2 separate regions of the Mus musculus genome follow, and region 1 is linked to region 2. Evidence: chromatin contacts called from public promoter capture Hi-C data. All regions are on one chromosome and are shown on one strand. Each heading gives the region's core, a stretch centred on a gene start, on an enhancer-like site or on the middle of the called end of the contact. The rest is flanking DNA. Distances are from core to core; before and after follow the strand shown. Region 1 holds the start of Fendrr (Foxf1 adjacent non-coding developmental regulatory RNA). Region 2 has its middle 31 kb from the start of Gm33471.

Region 1 (2,700 bases), core at 19-2,518, 140 kb before region 2:
GCTGCCGCCGCTGCTCTGCGCTGCCGAGCCGGGAGGAGGAGGAGGAGCAGGAGGGGAGGGAGGGGAGGGGGCTGCGCGGGGCGGCTGCACCTCTGCCGTCACTGCGGCTCCCGAGCGCGCCTCCCCCGCAAGCCCGCCCTCCCCAGGCGCGCTATTCTCCTCCTCCTCCCTGCGGGAGGCCACGCGCATCAGGGGGCCCGGCACCGCCCCCCCCGCCTACTCCCCCCCCCCGCCGGTGCACGCCTTTGCGCCCCCGCAGCCTGCAGTGTCCGATCCCCCGTAGCTATTCAGTGGGCTCAAGCCCCCCAGGTCCCTCCCCACGCGTCCCCAGCCCCCCTCCACCCCCGCTCCCCGGACTGCGAAGCCTGCCCCGCCTCTGCCGACCTGGACCCGGTGTGCCGGTCCCCGCCTCCTAGGCCCGGATGACCGGGCTGGACACGCGCCCGGGACTCCGGTCTTCCCGGCGCGCTGGGCTGCGGCGGTGGCGGAGGCCTTGGGTCGTGACCAGCGCGGGCAGAGAGAGCGATTGGGTTCCCGGCCCCCGGGGCAGGACGGCGTAAGTTCCCGAGAGGGACCGCCTCCCCTCACTCCCCGCCCTGGGAAGCGCTGCGCCGGCGCCCGGCGCTCCTCGGACTCGCCCAACCGCGCTGCAGCCACTGCCCCAGCCGAGCGCGGGCGGGCGGAAAACGAAACCGCAGGCGGCTTAGCGGGCGCTTTGTCTCCAAGCGCTGCAAGCGGGACCCGGAGAGTGGCTTCAGGTCGTGCAGTGCCACGAACCGCACAGGTTCCCTAGCAGGCGGCTTCGTGCACTCATTCATGAAAGCGCGCACACGCGTGCATTAACACGCGCCCGGAGCGCACACACAACGATGCCCCCAAGCGAATCCTCTAATCACCAACTTAGACGCGCAGGCTTGCACCAGTGCGCTCCCCACTCACGTTCCCCAGGGTCCCCCGGGAAGCTGCCACTCTCAGATCTGAATTCACAGAGCAAAGTCTCCTCGGAGCCCCCTCCCCCCACGCTTAACTCTGAAATCCGCTTAGTTGGCCCCGCGGCCCCGTGTCCCCTTTTACAAGCGCAGGTTCTGATTTCCTGAGAGATGGCAAAGTCCGGGGCAGGAAGTTTACAAGGCTCAACGTAAACACGTTCCGGGGGATCCTTTAATAATAAGAGTAGAGAAGCCCGCGGGCGCGGGGGGAGTTGGCCTGATGCCCCTATGGGCTCGGCCTGCCGCCGCCGCGGGGCCTCCGACGCTGCGCGCCAGGCCGGGTTCCGGAAAGCGGGTGGCGCAGGCGGGGAGCGCGTCAGGGAGCGGCCCTGGCTGCGGGGTCGCGGCCTTGGAGAGATGATGCGGGGCGCAGGACGATTCACGATCCCAGGTGGACTTGCGCGCTCGAAACCAGGTGAGTGTGGGCCTTCCGCAGCCCAGACACGCGCGCGCGCGCGCGGGAAGCCCTAGTGGCAGGGCGGGTGACGAAGGGGACCTTTACAGGAGTTGGTGCGAGGGACCTTGGAGCTAGGCGGCTGCGCCCTGGCGCGAGTTGCAAGAAGAGATGTCTGCGGGTCTCCTTCAAAGCCCGCTGGCCTCAAGTTTCTTTGGATTCTCGGTTCCCCATCTTCTCCCCACCCCCACGCCTTCAGCTTTGGTGGTAGGCGCCTTGTCGTCTTCGAGGCGCCTGGCACATCTGTGCGAGGGTCTGGGGGCTTACTGACTTAGGTTGTTGCTCTGTAGCTGCCTCCTTTGGCAGAACCGGGTTCGCAGGAGGCGAGAGTCGCCATCCCGTTCCTTTCTCCAGGACAGACTTTAGAACTCTGTGGTCCAACTAAATTAAAAGGGAGGAAGAAGGGAGGTGGACGCTTATGTGTGGTTATGTGTTCGTGCACATAGACGCTCTAGCAAGCCGGCTTCTGCGCCACACAGTCGGCCTAGACAGCACCCCTCAGCACCATCCACAGACTGGCGTCTGCCTTCTCACGGGACTTAAGTACAGTTAAGGGGCCCCACCCTGGAAGGGCGCACCACATGTAGCCTGCACGCTGCTGGACTGTGCCTTCGCCCACACAGAGCCACAGGATCACAAGAATGGGCCTTGTAGGCCAGAGCGCACCCTTCCACCCCAGGCCACACATTCCCACACCCCCAAGTTTTCTTCTCCCCCCCTTTCTCCTTTCTTTTCCTCTCCATTATTTTCTTTTTATTTACGGTTTGTTTTTTTTTTTTTTCCTCTTACACTGGCAATTGCAGACCTGAGGACTCTGGGCTGTACCTCAGGGAGGGAAGTTCTCAGAAGGGCGCTACATAGCTGGCCTTTAGCGAGAAGTGAGCTGAGGAAGGCGCCCATTTTCCGAGCCGGCACAGGCTGTATTTTGCATGCTGCCCCAGTCCAGCCTTGCCTCTGACCTCAGATCAAGGGTGCCTCCAAATCGAGGGGACGTGAAGCTCTTTTCCAGTTAAAGGATGTGTGCCCATAGGTGACCTCCAGATCTGCCCCCCTTCCCGAACTCCCACAGACCGCTGTCAGAGGCTCTTTAGGGTATTTTGTAGAGAAATTTCCTTTTCAGGGGAGGAAACTGAAGTTTCATTTGCCCTTCAGTCTTCAGGCCTACCTCCTAAGGCTGCCTGTGAGGGGGAGGGTCAGGGGAGCCCAGTTGCCTGAGGCTCAGCCCGAATTCCCACTTTCCACTGAGGAGAGAGATGG
Region 2 (2,700 bases), core at 196-2,695:
AGGGGTTGGCTCTGGGCAACAGGAGCGCTTATCAATGAAGCCCAAGGGTTGGGATCCTCAGGGGGCTGCAGAGCCCTGAGCTGTGTGGCACATCCTCCAGGGGGAGAAGAGAGGATAGCCACTGCCTGTCCCAAGCCAGGGTTTCAACGTCCCCTTTCCTCCCGCCAGTCAGCACGGGGTCAGGATTTGGAATCTGTCAGGAAGTAGGCACTTGGCTCACAAAAAAAAAAAAAAAAAAAAAAAAAAAAAAAAGTCTAATTTTCAAAAGTTAATTTCAGGAAACTACGGTACTTTTTTTTTTCTCTTCTTTCCTTTTGCCCCCCCCACCAGGAAAGGAAGTTCGCACTCTCTAACTCAGTTTTTCTCACAGGGGAACAGAAAAATAACTCAAAGCACAGGCATACTCCGGCATCGCTGCTGCCGCCGCCGCCGCCACTGGCACAAGGCTTAATTTAAAAAGAACTGACAGCGACCGAGAAAGGATCTGCGGGTCGTCTGTGTGTGAGAAGGTTGTGAGACTCCTGGCTCCTCAGCCTTATCAAAGAAGCTCTGCTCACATGTACACACACACTCGTTGTATACACATGCGTGTACACACACCAGTGTATTCGCGCACACACTGCACATTAAGAATGGCTTGAGGGAAACAGCCGAGAGGGCAAGACCTCTCTCGCTTGTAGTTTCCTTTGTCTACTTTCCTACCTCTCCCCCAAAGGAACAACATTGTGTGTGTGTGTGTGTGTGTGTGTGTGTGTGTGTTCCTGAAACTAAGTAACTACAGGAGAGCAATGTCTACAGAGGGGTGTGTGTGTGTGTGTGTGTGTGTGTGTGTGTGTGTGTGTGTGTGTCAGTCCCTGAAACTAAGTAACTACAGGAGAGCAATGTCTACAGAGGTGTGCGTGCGTGTGTGTGTGTGTGTGTGTGTGTGTGTGTGTGTGTGTGTGTGTGTGAGTCCCTGAAACTAAGTAACTACAGGAGAACAATGGCTACAGAGGGGTGTGTGTGTGTGTGTGTGTGTGTGTGTGTCCCTGAGACTAAGTAACTACAGGAGAACAATGTCTCAAGAGGAAGCAGGGCCGGGGAGGGGACTGACCCATTTAGCAGATGTAAGTCTGAAGCTTACTAAGCAGAACACAGCCTTGCAACCATTCAGTCCCTGGGCTCTGTCCCCAGAACCACCTAAACTTGGTGTAATGGCACAGGACTGTCACCCCAGCACTTGGGAGGTGGAGACAGGAGAATCAGAAGTTCAAGGTCATCTTGGGGACACGGAGAGTTGCAGGCCAACCTGGACTATTTAAAACCCGGTCTGTAAATAAATAGAGAAATAATAAACAAACAAACAAGCAAGCAGTGATATCCAAGGCTTCAAGCTTTATCCCTGCTCTGGAAAAAAAAAGTCAGTGAGCCTAATTCAATCATTTCCGGACTGGGCCGGTTTCCTTGGTGTTGAACACCAAGTGGAAGATGCTGGCTCAGGGGCCTGAGTGCTCTTCTTAGCGGCAGGCTCTTCCCTCTCTTCTCTGGAACTCAGTGTAAAACTCTATGGAACTGAGATTCAAATCGTTCCGAGTTTGTGTCGAGGCCCTAAAAGGCAGGGAAGCCATGATTGCACTTCTGGCTTTGTCTGAAGAACCAGAGGTTAAGGTTGGCTGAGGGGTGTGTTCCCAGGGGTGTCACCTCAGACCAGCCTCACATGACATCCCCAGGAGAAGTTCCTTTCCTTGGCAGAGCAGTCCCTGGCTGCCTACTCCTCCCTTTGGGCTGGGCTGCAGAGGGTCAGCTGGGATCAGGAGGAGCAGGCGAAGAGCCCCAGAGCTCACGGGAGGGCCGTCGCCCCAACATGGGGTAAACAAACTTGTCTTAAAGGTCACTTCTTCAGGCTCTGGCTCCAGAGGCCCGGAGGAAGCTGCAATCATTTTTCAGGGCTGTAAATGCCAGAGAGGAACGCACTGAGTCACAGCTTTCCTCCACATTGCTGGCCAGAGAAGCCTCTTGCAAGGCGTTTCCTTGCCAAATAAAGTCGCTGCTTTCCGCCTGAACCCGAACTGGGCCTTGGGTAACCTCTACTCAAGGGTCTTGGGACGTGAGCTTTTAAATTTAGAGTGGGAACTGAAGAGTTTCCAGCCAAGGTGCTTGCCTCAGAGGAAGCAGAGCCAACCCACCCCCACCTTCTTCCCCTCGTGATTGGCAGCTCAAAGATGGGGACCACGGGCCATGCGCATTCGAAAGCATCTCTGGGTACACATCAACCTTGCTCCTAGCTTTCACTCAGTTAAACTCTGAGCCCCTTGTTCTGAAGCAAAGTGAAAAAGAGTCTTTTGTGGCCATCTTCCTACGGTACCAAGCATCTCCGAGCTGAGCCTGTTGCTTCCATGCCTGGAAGGGTTCAAGTGCCCCTGAGAGGGAGGGTGACATAAATTGTGAAGACAGACCGTGGTGAGACTAAGAGCTCTCCTGTCCAAAACACAGGCATCCAGCTCACAGGGAACAGCCTCCTTCTAAAAATACGCACGTCCCCAGTGGGACTGACTGTTGGGCTAATTCATTTTATAGTGCGGCTGCCTAATGAGAAGGCCTTCCCCTCAGAGTCCTGAGATTTGGACACCCAGAGAAAGAAATTCTAAAGAACAGCACTGAGGTTTATGTAGGCATCTGGGAAGAAGGGAGGCAGATGAACAGGAGGAAAGGACAGGGTGG

What was found. Promoter capture Hi-C pulls out the DNA fragments that hold promoters and counts their contacts.
Region 1: a promoter capture Hi-C map of cancer-associated fibroblasts shows a contact between it and region 2, with 5 times the contacts expected there. The contact joins the promoter of Fendrr here to the enhancer-like site in region 2. A contact is called at or near these places in 2 of 39 promoter capture datasets (cancer-associated fibroblasts and liver), 4 of 484 Hi-C or Micro-C datasets (the C2C12 cell line, Th2 cells, cochlea and 1 more), 11 of 115 datasets of contacts at active chromatin or transcription factors (astrocytes, cardiomyocytes, craniofacial prominence and 6 more) and 4 of 9 other capture datasets (adipose tissue, embryonic stem cells, liver and 1 more).

What each region holds. Positions count from the first base shown.
Region 1 is chr8:121,081,678-121,084,377 of GRCm38.p6, reverse strand. Fendrr (Foxf1 adjacent non-coding developmental regulatory RNA) reads left to right here and starts at 1,268. Exons shown (of 6, transcript NR_045471.2): 1 at 1,268-1,404.
Region 2 is chr8:120,946,621-120,949,320 of GRCm38.p6, reverse strand. No RefSeq gene overlaps it. Among named protein-coding and RNA genes, the nearest start is that of Gm33471, 31 kb to the right of the region's middle. Within about 2 kb of position 1,445, at least 47 of the 459 cell types and tissues checked have an H3K27ac peak or open chromatin away from gene starts, as enhancers often do. A contact at or near this core is called in adipose tissue, cancer-associated fibroblasts and uterus, where this site is marked.